Regions from separate parts of the Mus musculus genome. Here all the other regions are linked to region 4. The links are chromatin contacts, called in public promoter capture Hi-C maps. All regions are on one chromosome and are shown on one strand. The core of a region is the stretch at or near the end of the contact, and the rest is flanking DNA. Distances in the headings are between cores, read along the strand shown. Region 1 holds the start of Sod2 (superoxide dismutase 2, mitochondrial). Region 2 holds the start of 9330136K24Rik (RIKEN cDNA 9330136K24 gene). Region 3 holds the start of Zfp53 (zinc finger protein 53). Region 4 holds the start of Riok2 (RIO kinase 2). Region 5 holds the start of Zfp948 (zinc finger protein 948). Region 6 holds the start of Zfp942 (zinc finger protein 942). Region 7 holds the start of Zfp760 (zinc finger protein 760).

Evidence for each region. Promoter capture Hi-C pulls out the DNA fragments that hold promoters and counts their contacts.
Region 1: a contact with region 4 is called in a promoter capture Hi-C map of pre-B cells. The contact joins the promoter of Sod2 here to the promoter of Riok2 in region 4. A contact is called at or near these places in 2 of 39 promoter capture datasets (cranial neural crest and pre-B cells).
Region 2: a promoter capture Hi-C map of pre-B cells shows a contact between it and region 4. The contact joins the promoter of 9330136K24Rik here to the promoter of Riok2 in region 4. A contact is called at or near these places in 3 of 39 promoter capture datasets (cranial neural crest, maxillary cranial neural crest and pre-B cells).
Region 3: a promoter capture Hi-C map of pre-B cells shows a contact between it and region 4. The contact joins the promoter of Zfp53 here to the promoter of Riok2 in region 4. A contact is called at or near these places in 3 of 39 promoter capture datasets (liver and pre-B cells).
Region 5: a promoter capture Hi-C map of liver shows a contact between it and region 4, with 3 times the contacts expected there. The contact joins the promoter of Zfp948 here to the promoter of Riok2 in region 4. A contact is called at or near these places in 2 of 39 promoter capture datasets (cranial neural crest and liver) and 1 of 484 Hi-C or Micro-C datasets (muscle stem cells).
Region 6: a promoter capture Hi-C map of liver shows a contact between it and region 4, with 4 times the contacts expected there. The contact joins the promoter of Zfp942 here to the promoter of Riok2 in region 4. A contact is called at or near these places in 4 of 39 promoter capture datasets (hippocampal neurons, liver and pre-B cells) and 1 of 484 Hi-C or Micro-C datasets (B cells).
Region 7: a contact with region 4 is called in a promoter capture Hi-C map of pre-B cells. The contact joins the promoter of Zfp760 here to the promoter of Riok2 in region 4. A contact is called at or near these places in 4 of 39 promoter capture datasets (cranial neural crest, frontonasal cranial neural crest, maxillary cranial neural crest and 1 more).

Annotation. Positions count from the first base shown.
Region 1 is chr17:13,006,475-13,010,142 of GRCm38.p6, reverse strand. It overlaps Sod2 (superoxide dismutase 2, mitochondrial), which reads right to left and starts at 2,304. Exons shown (of 5, transcript NM_013671.3): 1 at 2,075-2,304; 2 at 1,757-1,959. The coding sequence starts at 2,097.
Region 2 is chr17:21,534,531-21,537,903 of GRCm38.p6, reverse strand. It overlaps 9330136K24Rik (RIKEN cDNA 9330136K24 gene), which reads left to right and starts at 2,026. Exons shown (of 3, transcript NR_131123.1): 1 at 2,026-2,081. It overlaps Zfp52 (zinc finger protein 52), which reads right to left and starts at 2,365. Exons shown (of 5, transcript NM_144515.2): 1 at 2,071-2,365.
Region 3 is chr17:21,487,655-21,490,867 of GRCm38.p6, reverse strand. It overlaps Zfp53 (zinc finger protein 53), which reads right to left and starts at 1,880. Exons shown (of 5, transcript NM_013843.3): 1 at 1,603-1,880.
Region 4 is chr17:17,372,838-17,376,301 of GRCm38.p6, reverse strand. Riok2 (RIO kinase 2) reads right to left here and starts at 1,970. Exons shown (of 10, transcript NM_025934.2): 1 at 1,632-1,970. The coding sequence starts at 1,697. It overlaps Gm36768 (predicted gene, 36768), which reads left to right and starts at 2,086. Exons shown (of 4, transcript NR_168690.1): 1 at 2,086-2,288; 2 at 3,068-3,128.
Region 5 is chr17:21,564,823-21,568,355 of GRCm38.p6, reverse strand. It overlaps Zfp948 (zinc finger protein 948), which reads right to left and starts at 1,378. Exons shown (of 6, transcript NM_001002008.2): 1 at 1,111-1,378.
Region 6 is chr17:21,960,559-21,964,088 of GRCm38.p6, reverse strand. It overlaps Zfp942 (zinc finger protein 942), which reads left to right and starts at 1,625. Exons shown (of 6, transcript NM_001199048.1): 1 at 1,625-1,833. Zfp943 (zinc finger prtoein 943) reads right to left here and starts at 1,530. Exons shown (of 4, transcript NM_001025373.2): 1 at 1,270-1,530.
Region 7 is chr17:21,705,700-21,709,051 of GRCm38.p6, reverse strand. Zfp760 (zinc finger protein 760) reads right to left here and starts at 1,311. Exons shown (of 6, transcript NM_001008501.2): 1 at 1,159-1,311; 2 at 330-441.

The sequences.
Region 1 (3,668 bases), core at 1,055-3,554, 4.4 Mb after region 4:
CTATACTTCTCCACTAGATGCCCCTCGTCAGCCAGATGTCACTAACATTTTACTCAACCAATTTCCCAGATAAAAGTACATTTAAGAAAAGGTGACTCAGCAGTTAAAAGCAATGACAGCTCTTCCAAAGGTCCAGCAACCACATGGTGGCTCACAACCATCCTTAATGACATCTGACGCCCTCTCCTGGTGTGTCTGAAGACAGCTACAGTGTACTTACATATAAAAATAAATAACAAATAAATCTAAAAAAAAAGAAAAAAGAATTTTACTATCTGGTTTTTCAAGCAATATGACTAACATAGAGACATGACTACAAATTAATTCTCCTTGTAAAAAACAATAGATTAAAAAGACTATTTTGTTAAATACTATTTTGTTTAGCCATTAAAACAATATTCCCAGGGGCTGGTGAGATGGCTCAGTGGTTAAGAGAACTGACTGCTCTTCTGGAGGTCCTGAGTTCAAATCCCAGCAACCACATGGTGGTTCACAACTATCTATCTGTAAAGAGATCTGATGTCCTCTTCTGGTGTATCTGAAGACAGCTACAGTGTACTTACGCCCTCTGTCTGAAGACAGTTACAGTATATGTAATAATAATAAATAATAATAAAAATATAATAATAAATAAATCTTCCAAAAAAATTCCCAGAAATTGTGGTTGACTCAACAGGTAAAACACAAAAAGGCTCTTGCCAGGAAAACCTGACACCCTGACTTGAATTGACAATCTGAGCTTAGTTTCTGGATACCACAGTGGAAGGAGAGAACCAATGCCCTAGGTTATCCTCTAACCTCCACTGGCTCCGTGTGTCAGCACGAATCCATTCACACACACACACACACACACACACACACACACACACACAGAGGTTTTTTAATACTATAGCATTCCCATATACATCATCTAGGGGTGCAAACACAGAACTCTGCACTATGGATTTTGTTGGCTGAGCGCTTAAAAATATAGGTAAATAAATAAGCTTGCCTACTGTTCCATTCAGTGACAGATACTCAGTTTCTCACAAAATAGCTATTTTTCTTGTGAACTTTGACCCCAAAAGTACCAAGTCTAGCCTGTTCTGCAGCTAAGTGCTCGTTCCTGTCTTTTCCTCCCCCCCCCCCCAAGGGTAAAGAGTGTGAAACAGGATGTCCAGAGATATCCAAGGGGTCAGGGAGTCCCAGCCCTAGACTGAACTAATCCTATTGTTGTCCACAACGGTGACAATAATCACAACTCGGACTGCAGTCTTCTGATGCCACTTCAGACCCTCTCCTGCACCTGCTGCCAGGCCACCAATATCGCTTGCTCTCAGCAAAACCCCAGCCACTTCTAGCCCCAACCACCCTCTCACCCAAGGGCACCTGGCTGACCCAGCTCGGGCACTCTCAACCCTCCTGCAAATGGCTGCCAAGGCTACCTGAAAAATAAGCAAAACAAACTCTCCTGAAGCCACGTTATATAACAACCGCATATTTTAAATATTCATATGCAAAACAAAAACTAAATATTCATTACGCAAAAAGGAGCAGCGTCCGAGAGCTGTCTTTAAAGGACCACCACCAATGCTAGCTAGCAACACGGGTGACAAAAAAGGACACAACAGTAAGGTCCGTCAAGTACTTTCGTGAGGTCCTGTGTTTTCCGGGATAGGAAAGGACGTTTATGCGAACCAACGGAGGTATTCCCCGGCATCGAAACAGACCTCCGTCCGGCCACCGGGATCCTCGTGTGCAGGGGCCCCGCACCTACCCTTGGCCAGAGCCTCGTGGTACTTCTCCTCGGTGGCGTTGAGATTGTTCACGTAGGCCGCGTGGTGCTTGCTGTGGTGCAGCTGCATGATCTGCGCGTTAATGTGTGGCTCCAGCGCGCCATAGTCGTAAGGCAGGTCTGGGAGGCTGTGCTTGTGCCGGGAGCCCGCGGCACCGGCCACAGGGCCCAGCCTCCTGCCCGTGCTGAGAGGAACAGAGAGGACGGCGGGTCACGCCACTGACACGGCGAGCCAGCCACGCCCGCCGCCCCGAGACCCACCCGTAGGGGACGCCGAGGCCCCGGGGCCCTGCCGCTCACCTGCACGCCGCCCGACACAACATTATTGAGGTTTACACGACCGCTGCTCTCCTCAGAACACGGCCGTTCGCTCGCAGGCGCGCGTCTGCTAGGCAGCGTCCGCCCGGCGTCCGCAAGGACACAGCGAAGCGGTGACCCTGCCCGCAGCGCCCATCAGCGGAGGGGAGGACGGCGACACGGACGGCCCGGCGCATAACGGAGCGGCATCCTGGGAAGGCAACGTCTCCCCTGTGCCAAATTGGTAGAGGCCGCGTGCTTGCTACAGCCACGCCCCCACCATCGGCCTTGGCCCCGCCCCGCCTCGGGGAACCCCGTCCGCCCCGCGGTGTGGCTCCGCCCCTCCTCGGGCCGCCCTGTCCAGCTCTGGCTGTGAGCTGCAAAGCTTCCACTCTATTTCTACTCCTGCTTCTGGGAAACCCTGGAGACTTTCCTCCGGAAAGCCAAGGCTCTGCTGCTGGTCAGAATTATGGAGTAATCAGGGCCCCTCTGACCCAGTTAATTTATGCCCGGAGTGACCTTCCCTGGGGCCTAACCTGACATTAAATCACGTCGCAGGTTTGCGTGTGTTCATCTTTGTTGCCCCTGAGACTGGGGTTGCGGACTCCGGGTGCAGCTTGCCAGTTAACTAGTAAGAGTCCGGATTAGAAGGCGAGGTTCATCTTTCTTGATTAAACTCTGCAACATTCAGTGACTTCAAAAACCAACCCACTCGACCAAATGTAAAAGGACATTGTTTCCCTTTGTGGACTTATTAGTCTAAGAAGCAGTGGCTATCAAATGTTTCCATAACAATTATACAGCTTTCCTCTTCTACTTAATGGGTTTATGTCTTCCCTGATTAGAAAACACTAAGAAAGCAGAAGGCAGTTGGCTGAGTAGTTCCCGGTGGTTTTTTCCCACCCCCTTTGCAGGCCTCCTAAGGATGACAGGGCTTAGGGTAAGGGGAATTGCAAGAGGATGCTTTCCGGTAGGGAGAAACCTGTCCACAGGCGTCAGACCGGAGCTGTATGGATGACCTGTGTCTTAGTTAGGGTTTTACTGCTGTGAACAGACACCATGACCAAGGCAAGTCTTATAAAAAACAACAGTTACTTGTGGCTGGCTTACAGGTTCAGAGGTTCAGTCCATTATCATTAAGGTGGGAGCATGGCAGTATCCAGGCAGGCATGGCACAGGCAGAGCTGAGAGTTCTATGTCCTCATCCAAAGGCAGCTAGTGGAAGACTAACTTCCAGGCAACTAGGGTGAGGATCTTATGCCCACACCCACAGTGACACACCCATTCCAACCAGGTCACACCTATTCCAACAAGGCCACACCTCCAGATGGTGCCATTCCCTGGCCCAAGAATATACAAACCATCATGCTCCACTCCCTGGCCCCCCATAGACTTGTTCAAAAACATGAGTCTATGGGGGGCCATACTTAAACATAGCATAATGCAAAATGCTATGGTGGTGTGGTGGCACATGCCTTTGATCCCAGCACTCCGGAGACAGAGGCAGGCGGATTTCTGAGTTCAAGGCTAGCCTGGTCTACAAAGTGATTTCCAAGACAGCCAGGGCTATACAGAGAAACCCTGCCTCAAAAAAAAA
Region 2 (3,373 bases), core at 777-3,276, 4.2 Mb before region 4:
GGTGGAAATCTGTGAATTCCAGTCCAGCCTGGTCTATATGATGACTTCTACATAGCAATTTGGTCATGTATCCATGGGCAGAATTTTTTTTTTTTGAACCAAGAAAAACAAGAGGATTGCAGAGATTTTTTTTTCTGATGTAGATGATCATAATTATTCACAAGATTGTTTCTAATATTATCCTATATTATAATACCTCTTAACTTTGTTTTTGTCTCTTTATCCCCCTTCCCCCCAAACAGAGTTTCTCTGTGTAGCCCTGGCTATCCTTAAACTCACTGTGTAGACCAGGCTGGCAAAGAATTCCAAGATCTACCTGCCTCTGCCTCAGGAGTGCTAGGATTAAAGGTATATGCCACCACAAACTGGTTTATAAAATGCCCTGTCTAGCTGTGAAAATACTGTGACCGGATTCCCTCAAAGAGAATACTCTGATTTCCAGACTCTAATTTACAACATTAAGAATTCAGCAGAGGGGTTGGAGAGATGGCTCAGCAGTTAAGAGCACTGACTGCTCTTCCAGAGGTCCTGAGTTCAATTTCCAGCAACCACATGGTGGCTCACAACCATCTGTAATGGGAATCCAATGGCCTCTTCTGGTGTGTCTGAAGCCTGCAACAGTGTACTCACATATATAGAATAAAAAAATATTAAAAAAAAAAAAAACTCAGCAAAAGTGTTGGGGTCCAAGAGTTGCCCAACAAACCACACAAACAAATCCTGATCTCTGTAAGCCATCTGATCCTTGATGGTTTTTTGAAGGCACAACCTAAGACTCATAAGTCAGGTAGTAGACTTCAGGGGCTGAGCAACTACACAAATATCTTTTCCTGTAAGCTTATAAAAGGAGGAAAAAAACCCAAAGAACAGAAAGCACAATGAGATCACATTCAGGTGCAGGAAGGGCTCTGCTCTGACTCAAGCCATTTTAGACTAACAGTTCATGTTGACCTTTAATTTGATAGGTCCTACGTAAGGCTTTGTGGAAATTCTTAAGATTAACAAACCTCAAACAGAACATAACAGGATACGTGATCAGCATGACCTTGCTCTGAGTCAAGTTATTTTTCTGTGTCAGTGACTGGCAGGCATGTTACAGCAACAATCTGAAATAGCTGGCATGCATGGAACAAAATGGCTACAGCTATTCTGAGATGGGGCAGACCTCAACAAGAAGACACATTTTTTTTTCTTTTTCTTAGCTGGCTTTCCTTCCTTGATTGTTTGCTTTCTTCCTTTCTTCTTTCCTTCCTTCATTATTTATTCTCTCCTCCTCTTTTTTTTTTTTTTTTTTGTAATTATTTTTATTGTTTTGTTTTTTGAGACAGTGTCTCACCATATAGCTCTGGCTGTCCTGGAACTCACTATATAGCCTTTGCTCCTGAGTGCTGAGATAAAACGTGAGTGTCACCAAGCCTGGCGCCACTCTTTTCACAATTTGCATCACAGATTGCATACGTTCCCGATGGAAAATTAATAGTAGATAGACAGTTTACTTTTAAAACTTAATTTTTACATCCATACCAGTAAAACTCACAACAAACAGTACAATCAAATTCATTTAAGTTTGCAGGAGTTCCTTTCGTGACTAAAAGCTCATGGGGAATCCACCACATGCCACTTTCTTAAATAGAGAAGTGGTAGAATACGGAAGTTAGTATGGATGATTGTAAATTTCAATAGCTTTGTCCTTTCCGTCATAGCAAAGAGAGCTGCGTTTTCAAATATTAACTGATAAATTCAAATATTCTACTAGATCAGCCAGAAGGTCAATAAAAAGAAATAGTATTATTCCAGTTAATATTACTGAAAATTTATCGACGAGGGTCTGACATCCACAGCACAATTTTGAGAGTCGTTATCCTTATGATCAGAGGGGAAATTGATCCCGCTCTGCTCCCCTCCCACTCCTGCCCATTCCCCAGCCCCGCCTCAGCTCCTCGGACCTGGAAGGTTCGAGCGCCTCCCTCCCTTGTCCCCACCCCCACTCCCACTTCCTCTCCCCCATCCCCCGCTGCTGCCTCTGCCAGCTGCTAAACTGCTGACTCTCCCAGGATGCTCAAAAGGTACCTGCGGTATAGGTAAGTTTTCCGGTTCTGCGAGCCCCGCCGTTTCCTCCATACTCAGGTCTCCACCACGCGATTCCACACTGTGCAGCCGCTCTACCCCTCAACCCCAACCCCAGCTCAGTCTTGTACCGGATTCTTGACACTCCAGACTTTGACTTTTTAGTCCCACTTCCCAAGCTAACACACCTTGCTTCCTAGCTTCCCTGGCCTCAGTCTTCTAATCCCACCCACACTACACCCTTCCTCTACACCCAGCCAATGTACCACATCTTCCATCCTCTATTTCTGGGCGAGTGGGCCCGCCCAGCGGAGACCGGCCCCTCCCACTCTGTCTCAGGCTTCTTTCTGCCACAGCTCTTCCCTTCAGGTTGCTCTGCACAGTCTCCCCACACTCTTGCAGCCAGTCTAGACCAGAACTATATCTGGTAGGACCCTGCACCCCGATATCTGATCCCCATAGTGAATTCTGAATCTTTCAGATGCAAAACAGACAACCTAAGATCCCCATCTCACTATCATCCTCTCCACCACATACTGCATACCAAACAACAGGCTAAATTCGGATGCCAGAGTCCCATCCCCAAAACACAAACATGAGAAACCAAAACCAAATACTTCAATTTTGATTTGGAGAGAGACTTTTCAGGAACGTGGATTTGGGGGAGGGGGGAGGTTGTCTCAAGAACTCAGTGGTCAGTGTTGGGGTCCAGCAGTAGCCCTACATGCCACACAAACCCTGATCTCAGTCAGACAAGGACAGATAATTGGATGCATACCCTAAGACTGATCAGAATTTGGGGGCTGAGCTACAACCACAAACACTTCTCAGGACTGGTTTAAGAATGAAAAAAATCACAATGCGCTCATATGCAGGTGCAGGAAGTGCTGACCTGTGGTTTTCTCTGACCCAAGCTATTTTTGCTAGCCAGACAGAGCAGTTCTATCTGACCTTTATTCTGATTGGTCCTAAGTGGAGCATATAATTTTCAAAGTTCTTAAGATTAACCAACTTCAGAACACACAGAAGATAACAGGGTATGTGGAACACGACCCTGCTCTGAGTCAAATTATTTTTCTGTGTCAATGACTAACTGGCATATTACAGAAACAATGTGAAATAGCTGGCAGGCATGGAACAAAATGGCTACAGCTATGTTACAGGGACAGACCTCAACAGTCAGGACTGAATTCATACTTCATTGAACTTCTTTCACCACTAGATGGCGGACATGTCATTTTAGTAAAGCAGAAACAAGTTTGTCTTCATGATTCCAAAAGTGCTTTGAGATAAAACCTAGAACTAA
Region 3 (3,213 bases), core at 631-3,130, 4.1 Mb before region 4:
ATTTCACCTTACTCAGTAGAATGTGAGACTCATCCACAGAAATCTCACATACTTGCAGTCTAATTTGCCAAGAACCCAAAGGAGGAGCAAGGGAGACAGCAAGAAAACTATTTTCACCCACAGAAATCAGAGTTCCAATTCTGCAACATGCAGTCTGTACAGAGCCCTCTGAGCAGAGACCAGGCATTGCCCCTCCTCCTGGGAGAAGTCCAGAGTCACACCACTGATTGTCAACAGACCACAAAATAAAAGATAACAGTTTGAACATTCCTGCTGGTGCACAACTTTAATGTGAGCACTGAGGAAATAGAGGTGGGTAGAAATCTATGAATTCCAGTCCAGCCTGGTCTACAATGGTGACTTTTCCATAACAGTTTAGTCATGTGTCCATGGGCAGAATGCTTTTCTTGAACCATTAACAAAACAAGATTGCAGATATTTTCTGATGTAGATGAGTTATAATTATTCACAAGATTATTTCTAATATTGTCATATACTATAATTAATGCCTTTTAATTTTGTTTCATTCTCTCTGTCTCTTTCTTTTTGCTGCAAAACTGGGTTTCTCTGTGCAGCCTTGGGTTTCCTTAAACTCATTCTGTAGACCAGGCTGGCAAAGAACTCCACCTGCCTCTGCCTCTGGAGTGTTGGGAATATAGGTGTGTACCACCACCAAATGCTGTCTAACTGTGAAAACCCTGTAGCCTGATTCCCTCAAACAGCATACTGTGATTTTCCAGGCTCTAATTTGCAACATTAAGAACTCAGAAGAAGACAAAAAAAAATTTTTTTTGTCTGACTTGCCTGCCTTCCTTACTTTTTTTCTCTCCTTCCCTCCCTCTTATCCATCCTTCCTTCTTCCTTCCCCTTGTTTGTCTTGTTGTTGTATTTATATTTAAGTTTTTGGAGACAGGGTCTCACAATGTAGCTGTGGTAGTCCTGGAACTCACGATGTAGATCAGGTTGGCCTACAAACTCAGTGAGATCCATCTGTCTTTGTCTCCTGACTGCTGAGATAAAAGATGAGTGTCACCAAGCCTGGCGGCACCCTTTTCACAACGCTATATTTACATCACAGAGTGAATACACAGAGTTTTAGATGAAAAATTAATGGTGGATAAAACGTTGACTTTTAAAAGTTAATGTTTACATCCATACCTGTGGAACTCACAACAAATTGTACTCTTAATTAAATTTGCAGGTGTTCCTTTCATGACTAATATCTAGAAGCTTTCATGGAATCATAGTCCCTAGGTCCATATGCCACTCTCTTGAATAAGGAAGTGGTAGCACACGGAAGTTAGTATGGATAATCGAAAATCTCAAGAGCTTTGTCCTTTCCACCATAGCAAAGAGAACCGCGTTTGCAAATATCAACCGATAAATTTAAATGTTCTACTAGGTTATTCGTAGGAGAATATGTGGAGGGTAGAAGATCAATTAAAAATAGCACTATTCAGTCAATATTATTGAAAAATGTATCGACGAGGGTAAGACATCCAACAGCACAGTTTTGAGAGCTGTCATCTTTATGAGTTGCGGAGACATTGATCATGCTCTGCTCCACTCCCGCCCGTTCTGCAGCCCCGCAGCTCCTCTGACCTGGAAGGTTCCAGGGCCGCCAGGCTGCTGTTCCCGCCGCGGCGCTGCTGACTCTCCCAGGACGCCCCGCCTGGCACCTGTAGCTTTGGGGGTTCACGGGTCCCGCGAGACCCCGGCCGTGTGCTCTGCAGGCAAGTCTGCACCACGCGACTCCACACAGTGCAGACCCTAGGCCGGAAACGCGTTCTTAACACTTTAGGCTCTGACTATTTAGCCTCAATTCCTTAGGCTCACACACATTGCATCTCAGTATCCCTGCTGGTCACTCCTCTAAACTCGCCCACTCCACACCCTTCCTCTACACCCAGCCAATGTGTAACATCCTCCCATCCTCTGCTTCCGGGTGAGTGGCTCCGCCCCACGGAAATCAGTCCCTCCCACTCGGTCTCAGGCTTCCTCCCACAGATCCAGCTGTAAGGCTGACCTGGCCTTGATCTGCACGGTCTTCCCACCTGCTTGTTGCGAGCCTGGACCAGAACTGGATCTGATATGACGCAGCATCCCGGTATCTGACCCCCATAGTGAGTTCTGAACCCGTCAGATACAAAATAGGCATCCTAACACCCCCATTGGACTATGAGCCTCTGGGCCATATAATATATACCAAAGAGCAAAACAGGCTAAATTCAGATGCCAGAATGCCATCTATTAAAATGCAAACGTGAGAACTCAAAACCATATACTGCAATTTTGATTTGGGGAGAGACTTTTCAGGAACGTGGAACATAGTCTTCGTTTTAAAATAAAGAAAAATCCTACCTGATAAACAGCTTAAAGGAAGAAGCCATTGAAAAGTCCTACCCGCCTATGATGTCTATGAACCACATCAGTGGTCCCCAGTTACCTTTGCATAATTTTAGTTTAATATAAATTGCGGTGTTTTAAGATTTAAACTTCATTAAAAGCTTTTGCAAGTTTCTTAACTTTATGTTTCCATTACTTACACAGTTGTGATTTGTAAGTAGACCTCTGGGGAGTTAACATTTTCTTATACTATAATTGCATGGATTTTCAGAAAAACCAAGATGAAACAAATAATTGAGAAATCAGTAATCAGCTTTAGGGTGCAACTCAGAGTACATGTTTCTGTTTTTAAATATTTTTTCTCAGAAATTGATGAAGAAGAATTTAATGCACTCAGATTCACAATACTTGGGTAAACTAATGTACCATAATGAAGATTACTGTTTTGATGACCCAGACTTTGTAATATTAAAGGCTCCATTTAAAACATCAAAGGCCTTTTCTTTCTTTCCGGGGGGTGGGGGGAAAAAGAGAGAGAGAGAGAGAGAGAGAGAGAGAGATAGAATCACTAGATTCTTCAAAAGTTATTGATGTAAAGCAAATATTCTGCCAGATGTCAGAGTTTCTAGATGATTTGAGGCAGGTCTGCAGTGGACAGCTATTGCTTATTTCTTTCCTCCATTGTCTGAGTTCCACACACTGTTGTGTTTCTTAACTTTCCTTTTACAGTTATTCTCAAGTCAACTCTCTACAATGACTCCTGAGATCATTTACCAGAAGGGTATCAGTGTATCCTCCACTGAGAAGAAAATGAAGGATGTAATATGAATGAATACCTACATATAAGGAAGGCAATTACAGAACAAT
Region 4 (3,464 bases), core at 721-3,220:
AGTCAAGAAATGGTAACTGGCAAAGAAATGGCAAAGAAGTTCCTACAGGGAGCAGCCAGGGAAGACAGCACTGGTGGCATCCATTGAGTCCAGAATGTTAAGTCTGCTGCCTAGGTGAGTCTTTAGGATCTTAGAAATTCTGGAAGAAAAATCTTTACTCTGGTGTCCCACCATAACTGCGCCTTTGAAAGTTTTAGCTCGTTCTTATCTCCTTTCCTTGCTTCCCCAATCCTCCAATACACTTATCGACTACCCTATTTTTGTCAAGACACTGAGAAATGAATGAATGTGCTGAGAAGGAAAGCCATTACTTAAAGAAAAAGCCAGGTTAATTAAGGAAGCTATAGGAAAAAGGAAGCACATGCCAAAGTTCATGTGGACCTTGCATTTGATGAATTTGTAAACGTTACCTACTTAACTTGGCTACAAAGGCTTAAAATAATACATGAACCAGGCAACTCACATTTCATATCCTATTATGCAACACAGCCCTTACCAAAAGTCAGCAACTCCTAAACAAAGCCTGACTCATTCTAACCTTACATAACTGTCCTGATTTCTGTGCCACAACACTAAAACTACAGAATCAGATTTTGTCATCTTCCTAATTAAAACATTCACAGGTCAGGCAGTGGTGTCGCACGCCTTTAATCCCAGCACTTGGGAGGCAGAGGCAGGCAGATTTCTGAGTTTGAGGCCAGTCTGTCTACAGAGTGAGTTTCAGGATAGCCAGGGACACCCAGAGAAACCCTGTCTTGAAAAACCAAAATAAATAAATAAATAAATGAATTAAAAAATAAATAAAAATAAATCACGGGCTTACACACACATCGTTTACTAGGCCTGCAAGGGCTTATATGGTTTGGTTCTCATTTTCCATGTATGTCCCCAACCATTATATCGAACCTTTCTCTTCTATGAAGACTCTCCCTCCCATCTCTGAGTTTTTGCTCTAATTTGCCTCTAACTCTCTCCAAGGACACCTCTTCTACAACTCTCTCCAAGGACACTTTTTTCTCCGGCAGTTAAGATTCATTGGTTCGGGGGGTGGGGACAAACTTTGTAGTTCGATTAACAGTAAAGACAAGATTCTTGGATTCTGTCTCCATCACTGTAAAACTCAAAGACAGTATCCTTCCAACACGTGGCTACTTTCTATTTCTTTATCCTTTGTTACCTTCACGGTACTTACTATCTGACTACATTGTTAACATATTGATTTGCTGGTCGACTAAGAGGCATCTCCTTTCCTCCTTTGTTTTGCACTCTGCTGTTATATTTGATAGAGAAAGCTGACTTTTTTTTTTTAACATTAAGTGTCTGAGTCTATTAGAGGACTTAACTCCCACCCTCCCCTAGTTTGGAAGCCAAAGATCAATGAAATTTCCCGGGCCACAGAGACGTAAGCACATCTGCAGCAAAAGAAGCTGAAAGGAAGAACCATGTTTAGTAAAAGATAGTTCTTTTTTTCACAAAGCTTCATGAAAATCAGACCTTGGTGCCCTTTACCCAGATCCCAGCCTCGGCAAACAATCCACAAATCAGAGAGCCCTCACTCAGCTCCCAGCGACCTTAGAATAGCAGGAGGAGGACGTCACCGAATGGATAAGCAAGAAAGGTGTACTCCTTACCGCAGTCAGAACTCTGAAGTCATCGCGGCTCATGTACCTAAGCTTGGCTACATTCACCTTCCCCATGCTTGCCCAGTTCCACCACGGACGCTCTCTGGGAAGACGCAAAGTTGCTGGGTAATCTCGCAGGCTTTCGGCGGCGACCTGCCCGCGCACGCGCCCTGTATTTAAGGTGCTTATCGCTAGGTAAGAACACGTGCTCAAGAAGCAGTAGAAAAATGCTATTTTTTTCTCGTTTTTGTAGCTAAAAATCAGGCAGAAGTGATTTTTCAGCCCCTAAATAAATAATTTACGTTTGACTGATTTGGCAAGTTGCAAATGTTTTACATAGTATGCCACGTTACTTTTCAGAGCTGCTAGGACCTGATTGGAATTAAGGCCGGACTTCCGCATGCAACAGTGCTTACGTCACGAGAGGGGCGTGTTTTATTCGTTCCGAGCCACGCCCACTTTTAGTGCAGCAACTGTGCACTGTAAAGTCAGGGAGGGAAATGAGTAAGCGAGACCGGAGGCCAGCAAAACCACTGAAAGGGTGGCCACAGAGCCGCACGCGCTGTCTCTCGGCAGCCCCACCCCTGTCCGGCGGAGGAGGGCCGGGTTAGGAGCTGCCCCGCTGGCCTGGGACGCTGATCCCAGGACGGGTTAGGAGGAGCTTCTGTACGTACTATCCAGTGCTCGCTTCCAAAGAAAGCGCGCACCTCAATGTTTCTTGGGTCCAGGAGCATTTGGGAGGCTTAACAAGACAATGTACCCAAGACAAAGACTTTTATTACCGTACCTTCATCCCGACAGCAGCAGCATAGTAACAAGTGTGACTCATGTGATATTCAGTACCTGTGTTTCTCATTTCACGAATTATCTATATTTCAGTCCTTTAAGCTGCAGATCTTCTCTGGTCAGCTCTTAGGTTAAGCTTGGGCGCTATAAGTGTCCAGTGTTATGATCTGCTTTATACTTGAGAGATTGCCAACGACTGGTGTGTAACTTTTTTTTTTTTTTTTTTGAGGTATGTGCAAACTTTAAGGACTCAGATTAAGATACCTTCGTGTTCCTTCCATACTCCACTCCTTCCAGTTTCCAAGAAACAATGTATTCATTTCCTCCTTTTGGAGAGTGGTGCTGAGTATCTTCCTGGAGTAAGCTCTTTCATAAAGCATAGGGGCAGACAGCAGGCTGTAGTGTCCGTATCGGTCCAGCTAAAGTAGTTGGTAATCTAAAATCATCAAATCGAAACAAAAGATCAATCCTTTTTCATCTCTATGTTCCTGTCTTTGGGGTCTTGTATGCTTGAATACAGGATTCTAGGCATATCTAATTAGGACTTAACTAATTAAGACCGTTGTACACAATGGAATTTTTCTTTCTACATTAACATTAGAACATGTGAAAACAAAAAGTTTGAAGCTTTGATTATCTGTCTTTCTGTCTCCTTTCAGCATTGCTCCACAGAGCCACCACTAATTGAGTGGGTTTGGATCCAAGTTCTGGAATATTGGGGTAATCACAGTCCAGATTTCTCATCTTTTCAATATTGTGGGTTTTTTGTTTGTTTGTTTGTTTTTTTAGTAATCAAGTCATTTATGAGTAAAGGATTTAAATTCAATCTTCCTTTCTCACCATACTTAGTGTGACTTAAGCCAGTGGTTCCCAACCATCCTAGTACAGCGGTCCTTTAATACAGTTTATTTTGTGGTGATTGCCAACAATAGAATTGTTTTTTATTGCTACTTCATAACTGTAATTTGCTACTGTTACAATTCTTAATGTAATGCAAATACTTTTTTGGAGACGGGGTTCCCAAAGGGGTCTGGACCCACAGCTGACTTAGCCTAT
Region 5 (3,533 bases), core at 129-2,628, 4.2 Mb before region 4:
AACTAAAAAATTACAGTTTGGTTGTATGTCCATAGAGTCCTTTACTAGAAAGGAGACAAAAGACTACTATTGACATTTTTCTAATATAGAAGAGTTAATTTTTCAAAAGACGCTTTATAGTTTTATAGTTTACAACAATACGTTTCATTCGTGTTTTCATTTTTCTTCTCCCGTTTCCAATAGACGGGATTTCTCCATAGCCCTGACTGTCCTTAAACCATGTCTGTATACCAGGATGACAAGGATCTTCTAGACCTACCTGCCTGTTTCCCAAGATAGGGATTAAAGATTTGTGCTTATAATGTCCTTTCTAACTGTGAACTGTAACAGATGTGCAGCTTAGTTGTCATGTGGGCCCTGTAACAACTGGAGCAGAGCCTGTCTCTGACTCTGTTGTCTGCCTTTGGATTCCTTTTCCAACTGGGCAGTCTTGTCTAGCCTCAATGGTAGATAAGCCTAGTCCTACTGCAACTAGACTGGCTGAGCCACTGGACTCCTCCCCTTCTCTGAGGAGAAATGGAGGAGGAAATTGGTGGAGGAGAAGCAGGAGGAATGGACTGGGAGGAGAGGAAGTGGGGGGAGGGGTGGTGTTTGCGATAGAAGTGTAAAGTAAATAAATTAATAATGAGAAATAAAAGTTTACTTATAAATGTTAATGTTCACAACCATACCTATGTAATTTGCAAAAATAAAATATTCTTTCAGATTATTTGCAACCACTCCTTTATATATAGTATCTAAAAGATATCCGGGGATGCCAAGTCACTGTAAGTCTCCTGGTAAAACAGGCCAGTTAGAGTGAATGAATGTAAATTTCAAGAGCTTTTTCCTTTTAACCTGAACAAACAGAATTGGTTTTCAAAAATCAATACATAAATTCAAATATTCTACTACAGTATTCTAATAGGAACATTTGGCATTCAGAAGTCAATTTAAAAAAAAAAAAAAAAAAAAACAGGATTAGTCCGATTTATGTGAGCTAAAAGTTCTCGACAAGGGAAGAAAGACATCTACAGCAGAATTCCCGAGCCAGGTTCCTTAGAAGCAGAAGACAAACCGATCACACCCTGTTCCCTTCCCGCCCTTTTCCAACCCCACAGCTCCTCTGACCTGGGCGGTTCCAGGGCCGCCTGGCTCCGGTTCTCGCCGCTTTGCGACTGATTGCTGATTCCTCCAGGATGCCCCGCAAGGCACCCGCGGCTGCCTGGAGTTTTAGCTTCCCACGAAGTCCTCTGTGTCCTCTGACCCCAGGTCTGAACCACGCGATTCCCCACGGGGCAGGGCCGCGAGCTCTGGACCTGACAGGTCCTTGACACTTCTGGTTCTTCGTCCCACGTTTCCAGCCTCCCACACCCAGTTTCCAGCTTCCGTTCACGTCACTGCCCTAACTCCTCCCACTGGGAATACTCCTCCCACTCGGAACACTATGTTTTCCACCCCCACCTAATGTCTAACAACCTTCCACCATGTTTCTGGGTGAATATCCCTGCCCCGCGAACACGTCCCTCCCACTTTGTCTCAGGCTTCCTGCCATACAGCTCCAGCTGTCAGGCTGCTTCGGACCCGCTATGCACAGCCTCCCAGTGGCCACTGTCTGCCTAGACCAGAACTGGGCCTAATAGGACGCTGCACCCCGGTATCTGATCCCCATCCTGGGTACTGAATCCTTTAGATGCAAAATAGCCTAAAACTAGCCTCTAGGACACATACTTCATACCAAACAATAACAGGCTAACTTGAGAAGCCAGAGTCCCATTCCCAACACACAAACATAGGAAGCCAATACCAAATTCTGAAAATTTGACTATGGTACAGACATTCAAAGAACTTGGATTTTGAAAAAAAAAAAGAAAGGTGTCTAAAGAAGTCAGTAGTCATCGTTTTGTCATCAGCATAGGGCTGAAGTCATCCCGCACTGTACTGCTTTCACCACTAGATGTCATTTTACTAACTCAGAAAGGCATTTGTCTTCTGTGAGTCATTCACGAGGCTCTTTTCTCATGACAGATTTCTGGTGGATGCAGACTCTTGGCTAGCCCAGTCGCAAAAAAAAAAAAAAAAAAAAAAAAGTAAAGTACGTGGTTCTAGTCATAAAAAAGTCTGTTACTCTATAACAACTCCAGCTCTGGGAACACTGAGGAAGAAGAGTAGGTTAGGAAATAAGGGAAAGAGGGAAAAGGGCTAAGACACACCATCCTCTAGATCCCATACAACTATTGTAATCAGTAACCAACAGCAACTGTCCTTCCCTGCACTGGCCTCACACAAGACCACAGTCAGTCTAGGAAGTGGAACAGCTCTCTATATGTTGGCTATGGATAGAGTGTAGAAGAATCACTGCCTTTAGTTGTCATCCTATACTGAGCACATCAGACTCCAGCAAGGTCTCACAAATGACTCTGGTTCATCTCAGTGATCCCAGGCAAAAATGAATGGAGATGAACACAGTAGAGTGACTGTTGGAACTGTGGACCATAGTGAAGAGGTAGGAGGTGAGAGTGGCAGTATTTGAAGTGGGCACAGAAACACACAATGCTGTCATGTGTGTGTGTCTGTGTTTGTGATATATCTAATAATAGAAAAGGGGGGGGGGTATTTATTCATCCATTCATTATAGACAGAGTTTCTCTGTGTGTACCTGTGTTTAAAAGCTGGTGCTAAGCCGGGTGTGGTGGCGCACACCTTTGATCCTAGCACTCGGGAGGCAGAGGCAGGTGGATTTCTGAGTTAGAGGCCTGCCTGGTCTACAAAGTGAGTTCTAGGACAGCCAGGGCTAAACAGAGAAACCCTGTCTCAAAAAAACAAAAACAAAACAAAACAATACAAAACAAAACAAAACAAAAAAACGGTGCTAATGTGACCAGATCAATTGTTTAATTTTAACACCAGTGTGAGATTTCTTTTTGGTTGTATCACTATGTGGTGGGATTTTTGTTTTTTGAGACATGCTGGCCTGGAAGTCACTGAGATTAGCGTTCCCTGCCTCTGGAATGCTAGGATTGATTCAAGGCATACTCCACCATGGCAGGTTCAGTATCTCGTTTACTATCAGGTAATAGAGTTTAAGAGTCTTGATTGTTGTGTGTGTGTCAAGAAATATTAAGTGTTAAGCTGATTTGTTGTTAGTTCTTTGGAGTTCTGATAGACTCCTGTCATTCTACTCATGGAGTTCTTTTAAGGATGGCATCTTATAATTGCTTCAGTCCCATTGTTTCTCTTAGTTTTATTTATATTATTTATTTCACATTGTTTATATTTGGCATGTTATATACATCATTTCAATTAGAGTATTCTATTTAGTAAAATAGAAGTCTTTAATATCAGTAAACAGAAGATCTTATTAGCACATTTCTATCAAGTTAGTTGAGCCTTTACCTTGCGTAACTATCAGAACCTTATGAGCTGGGCAGTGGTGGCATATGCCTTTAATTCAGGCACTCAGGAGGTCTCTGTGAGTTCCACATCAGCCAAAGTTACACAATTGAAACCCTGTCTCTACAAACAAACAAACCAACAAGCCAATCAAACACATA
Region 6 (3,530 bases), core at 376-2,875, 4.6 Mb before region 4:
CCAAAAGGACTGTCACCAGTAAGTCTGATTTGTATCTATTACCATTTTAGTAACAGGCCTGAGACGACAGGTGTTTACTCAGTAACACAGCCCCAAATTGTCCAGTAAAGATTGTACAAATAAAGCTTTTGCTGTGTTGAAAGTAAATAAATAAATACATAAATACATTCATGAATGATGCCTCCAAAAAGGAAACTGTGAAGGAAAGAGTAAATATCAGAAATAAAAATGTCCCTTTTAATCTAAAGATTTCATTTAACTATGTGAGATGTGAGTCTCATTCACACATAGCTCAGACACAAAGAGAGTCATTCTCCCAGGAATCCTGAAAAGAAAGCTGGAGAGACTGCAAGAAAACTATTGTCTCCCATAGAAACCAGACTGCTACACTTGTCCAAAGGGAGATCTCTGCAAAAATCCCTGTCAGCAGAGTCTAAGCATTCCCACTCCTACAGGATGTCCACAACCACAGGACTTGATGATAACAAACCCTACAATAAAAAAAAAAAAAAAAAAAAAAAAAAAAAAAAAAGCTTGGCCACATATGTAGGTGCAGAGCGCTTTTCTTCAACCACAGAGATCTTTTTTCTGATACAGGAGAGTGATCGTAGTTGTACAAAAGATGCTTTCTAAAACTTTAATCTATACTGGGTTTTCTAATCATAACAATAGAGTGGTCTGATACACTCACATAGCAATAGTGAGCTTGCCTGGCCCTAAGGTGTACCATAAGAACTCAGCATATGAAGACGCACTTCTGAATGCTTTATTTACATCCGAAACTGCATACAACACTAAAGTCTACTTAGTAAATATTAATGTTTACAATCACAACCATAGCATAACATAAAGTATATTTTCTCGTTCAAAAAAAAAAAGAATCTGTACTGGTTCTTCATATGGTTAGTATAAATACAAAGTTCTATTTAGCGAAGTAAAAGGTATTCTCTTGAATAAGCAATTAGTAAAACACGGGTGTTAGAAACATGAATACATTTACGTCCCGTATGCTTTGTGATTGACACAATAGCAAACAGCAGATAATGCAACTGCTCTATCATTTTTAATGAGTTATTTTACAACTGAATATTCTGATAACTGGAGGATAAATGAAAAAAAAAATCATGATAGACCCCCAGTTCACAGGATCTCAATTTCCCGACAACGGTAAGATAACAGAACTGTGAGAGCGGCATCCATAAAAGCAGCTGCGTAAAACACCCCGCTGCTCCGCTCCCTCCCGTTTCCCAGCCCCGCAGCGCCTCTGACCTGGGACCTTCCGGGGCCACCGGGCTGCGGTGCCCGCCGCTGCGCTGCTGACTCTCCCAGGTCCGCAGCCAGGAAACTGCGTCTGAGGAGCTTTCCGGTTTCCGGAGGAAACTGGGGCCGAAAAACCAGCGCTCAGTTCGAGTACACATGGATTACACAGGTAGCAAGGGGAATGGTGGCTTTTCACGTCATTCTGGCCTGGACATTTGGAGCTGGCGACCTAGAAGAGAACGCAGCTGGACGGACTCTACCAACGTAATTAAGGAAGTGAAAGCGGCGGGCCTGAAGGCGTTAGCGCTGTCACGTGACCGGAACCGTGGTGTCCTGGGCGGGGCTAGGGGAGCCGCTCCAAAGATCGTGGCCAGAGACTGGGAACCGCGTCCCCTTAGGTACCTGTTGGAGCCAAGTTGTCTCTACTCCCACTGCGGGCGACTTACCCTGGCCTGGTTCTTTTCGAAGGCCGTAAACTCTCCTCAGATGCGGTTTCCTGTGCTGACCTGGGAGAGTCAGCCATCAGCCGCGCAGCCGCGGGCACCGCAGCCCGGCGGCCCTGGAACCTTGCAGGTCAGAGGAGCTGCGGGGCTGGGAAATGGGCTGGAGCGGAGCAGGGGCTTGTTTTCTGCAGTTGCTCTTAAGGACGCCGCGCTCACAATTCTGCTGTGGATTTTTATCATTGTCAGGAGGTTTGAGATCCTATGAACTGGGTGTATCGTGGTTTGTTTGTTTGTTTGTTTGTTTGTTTCATTTATCTTATGGTTACCAGAATGGTTTCCGAAAATAGTGTCGTAGAACATTTGCAGTACTGTAGTTTGCACACGGGGTTCTCTTTGTTACAGCAGTTACAAAGCTTCTCGAACTTAGATTTCTTAACTCCCTTGACCCATCATTTGCCTACTCAGGAGAGAGTGGCCTCTGGCCTGGGAAATAGGCATTCCCAGAGAGCTTTGTAGATATTAGTCTTATGAGGAACCAGTACACATTTGAGTGAATCAGAAAATATACATTACGAAGCACCAAAATTATGACTGTAAACATTAAGTTTTACTGACCAAAGTTTTGCTCCCCGTTAGAGTTCCATCTTAGATGCATGCTCTCTTTGATGTAAATACAGCATTCAGACATGTGTCTTCATATGCTTAGTTATTAACATCACACCTTACGGCTGAATGAAAATGAGATGATGACTGTCCAAAGGTGTGGCTGAGGAGAAGGTTAATTGTAGGTCATGATAATGCTCAGATTAGCTGGAGAAAACAAACAAACAAACAATTCCACCATTTGAGTAAGGGTTGTTAAATACTAACCAAGAGATGGACTTTGGTCACATGCTCCAGAGCTTTATAAAGACAAACCTATAGGCCACCATACTTTCCCATGCATGAGGTTTTGCAATTTTCTCAAGAACTAAAACTCCCAGCATTCCAAGAAGGTACCTGGTTCTTGCGAAGGTGGTGCTTACACGGTATTTTTGGGTTTTACAGTATGAACCAGAAAACAACCAGAGGCCACTTGAAGAGTCCAGACTGAACTAGGTATGGGGGTCAGGGAGGGACCAAGAGAAAAACCAGGAGCCAGGAAAGCTTCTAGCCAAAAATGTCGACTTTGATGTGTTAATAGGCACTTAAGTTAGCCATTCCTCTTGTGATATAGTCCAGCCCAGTATGCATGCTGTGAGAGGAAGATGTTTTTATAGATAGAAAAGTCAGTATAGAGTTTTTAAAAATAGGAAAGCATCTTTTGAATAACTGTGATTGCTCACTTACATCAGAAAAATGTCTCCTTAGTTCAAGAAAAGCACTGTGTCCACGCACATGTGACCAAACTATTTTTTTTTGTTTTGTTTTATTTTGTTTTTATTTTTGTTTCATAGTTTGTTGTTAGTAGTTTCTCAGACTTTGGACTTCTTGTAGTTGTGAGAACACCTAGACCCTAGAGTCAGGGCTTTTTTTCACAGACCTGTTAGAGAAGTGCAGCAGCCTTGATTCTGTGGGTCAGAATAGTTTTCTTGTAGTCTTCCTTGCCCCTACTAAGAGGTCCTGGGAAAACAACTCTGCATTTGTGTGAACTGTGTATGAATGAGTCTCACATCTCATAGAGTAAAATGAAATCCTCACAGAAAACGAGACTTTGGCATGATATTTTCTCTTTCTTCCTCCATGTCTCCTTTGGACAAGTGTAACCATTTTTCATTTTTGTTTTATGAAAAGTTTCAGGTGCATTCTGAAGAATTTCTTTCCTATATACAGGCCTCCCACTGCTCA
Region 7 (3,352 bases), core at 62-2,561, 4.3 Mb before region 4:
TTTCCATAACTTGAATCCTACTTCTAATCATAGCTCAATCAAAACTCAAGGGAAAAAAATGAATCTGTATTACTGGAGTGATATTATAAACTACTGAGTATCTAGTTTCATCATGGAACAAAAACGAAAGAAGCCTTACACATCCCAAAATAACAAACATGAAGAACAGATGAAATTTCATGAAAACTTTGTCTTTTTCTCTGAGGCTTTCACTTTCTTCTGTGAGATGTGAGGCTCATCTCATTCACACACAGCTCACACACATGCAGAGTAATTTCCCCAGGAACCCCGAGGAGCAAGGAAAAGTGCAAGAGACTATTGTTACTCACAGAAACAGGACTGCTGCAATTCTGCAATATTCAATCTCAGTACAAAACCCTATGAGTGAGGTCCAGGCATTTCCTCTTCTTCCTGAGAGAAGTTCACCGCATGTCAACAACCCTGAAATTACAAAGCAACAGTTTGCCCTTTGTCCATTGTCAGAGTGTTTCTTGCATCAGAAAAGATACTTTCTAACTTTGTCCCATTACATACTGTTTTCTAATGTAAACAGTGTGGCCTGTTATCCTCACTCTCAACATGCATACTGTACTTCTCTGGACTCCTGAGGTGTGCCTTAAAACCTCAGCATAAGAACACATATTTGTTATATTCACATCAGCGTGTATGCATCTCAAATGCAAAATGAGTGATGAGTAAAACCTTTATTTAAGAATTGTTAAAATTTACAAACATAACTGTGTAGCTTAGCAAAAAAAAAAAAAAAAAAAAATCCACAAACTGATCAAAATCTGCAGTTACTCCTTATGGGGCTGGTAGTTAACAAGCTCTCTGGGACCTTAAAGTCTCCATGTCAAATTCCTCTCTCTTGAATACGAAACGGGTAGACCAAGGGCGTTAGAAAATGCCAACAGTTTTAGTTTTTGCATAACAGCAAAAAGAATAGTGTTTTCAATGGTCAAAACATAAACTCAATTAGTCTAAGGGATACAGTCTTGAGAATATTCTGGAAACCACGGATAAATGGTAAAATCAGCATGTGTCCCATTTCATATGTTCTCAAACTTATCTTCAAGGGTATTACCCTTCACCAGAATTGTGAAAACGGTATCCTTATGAGCAGCAGAAAACTGAACATGCCCCTGGTCCAGTTCCTACCTGTTTACTACAGCTCTTCTGACCTGGGAGATGCTAGGATCGCCGGGCTGCGGTTCCCGCCACTGTGGTGCGGACCGGCGAGTCTCCCAGACCGTTCTACGAGGCTCCAGTGGCTGCAGGAAGTTTTCACATCTACTTGAAACTCTGGCCAGTGTCGGCCGTCCAGCCCTTAAACAAAGATTTCCTCTCAGAGAATGGAGGGTTTTCCGGCCCCTCCCTCCTGCGGCCACTGGAGCCGCCTTTGGGTCCGCCTATTATAGATAGGTTCCGGTTACGTAGGTTCTCTGACCCAGCCCACTGGTTCAAATCCCTTGTCCAATTGAGTTTTCCAGGCCTTCCATGCGGGCTTTAGTTTTCTCTTCGCTCTATTTTTCTAGACCAGTTTTCCCGCCCCGTGGAGACCGGTCCCTCCCACTCCGTCTCAGGCTGCCTTCCACACAGCTCCAGACGCCAGGCTGCTCTGCACATTCTCTGCGCAGCCTCACCATGAGCACTGCCATCCTTGACCAGAACTGGATCTAGTAGGACACTGCACCCCAGAACCTGCCCCACACTCTTGATTCGGAACCTTTCAGATGCAAGATAGTCTCGACTTGACTAGCAGCCTGTGGGCTACATACATCAAACAATAGCAGGTTAAATTCAGAGGCCAGAGTCCGATCCCCAACGGACACACACAAAATGGCAAGCCAAAACCTGAAACTCAAAACTCAGATCCAATTGGCACTGTCTCCCAAGTGCTGGGATTAAAGTTCTATACCACCATGTCCAGATATTTATGTTTATATTATTTATACTGGTGTGATTTGTAAGTATAGACCGGATAAATGCTCTGGCACATTATTTAGAAGGGTATTTTTTTCTTTAGTATGAATTTTCTGAAGTGTTGTTAGAGTTGAGCACCGAGTAAGATTTGTGACATTCTTTACAGATGTAAGGTCTCTTTAATCTGAACTCTCTGATGTCTTCTAAGACTTGTATGCTAGATAAAGGGTATATCACAATCATTGCTTTATTACGTTTTTTTCTCCAGTATGAATTTTCTGATGTGCTCGAAGAGTTGAACCCTTTGCAAAATATCTGTCACACACCTTACATCTGTGAGGTCTCTCTCCAGTATGAACTCTCTGATGTCGTCTAAGATGTGAGTCCTGGATAAAGGATTTGTCACATACCTCACATTTGTAAGGCTTCTCACCAGTAGGGATTCTGGAAAGTGTTTTAAGATGTGATAACTCAAGAAAGTACTTACCACATTCTTTGTGTTTGCATAATTTCTCTAGAGAATGAGTTTCCTGATGCCTTCTATATGAGGCATAGTGAATAAAGGATTTGTCACACTCTTTACAGTTATAAGGCTTCTCTCCTGTATGCAATTTCTGATGGCTTTTAAGTGCTGACAACTGAGGAAATGACTTTCCACATGCATTGCATTTGTAAAGCTTCTCCCCAGTATGACTTCTTTGATGTGTTTTAAGGCTTGAGCACTGGTTAAAGGATTTGTCACATACATCACATTTATAAGGCTTTTCACCAGTATGGATTCTGTAATGCCTTTTAAGATGAGATAATTCAATACAGGATTTACTACATTCTTTGCATTTGTATAATTTCTCTAGAGAATGAGTTTTCTAGTTCTACCAGAAGATCCAGCAATACCACTCCTGAGCATATACCCAGATGATGCTCCTACATGTAATAAGAACACATGTTCCACTATGTTCATAGCAGCCTTATTTATAGTAGGCTGAAGCTGTAAAGAACTCAGATGTCCTTCAAGAGAGGAATGGATACAGAAAATGTGGTACATTTACACAATGGAGTACTACACAGCTATAAAACAATGAATTTATTATATTCTTAAACAAATGGATGGATCTGGAGGATATCATCATGAGTGAGGTAACCCAATCACAAAAGAACACACATTATATGCATTCACTGCTAAATGGATATTAGCCCAAAATCTCAGAATCCTTCTTAGAAGGGGGAACAAAATACCCATGGAAGGAGTTAAAGAGACAAAATTCAGAGCAGAGACTAAAGGGACAACCATCCAGAGACTACCCCACTTGGAGATGCATCCTGTACTGGCTAGTTTTGTGTCAACTTGACACATCTGGAGTTATCACAGAGAAAGGAGCTTCAGTTGAGGAGATGCCTCTATGAGATCCAACTGTAAGGCATTTTCTCA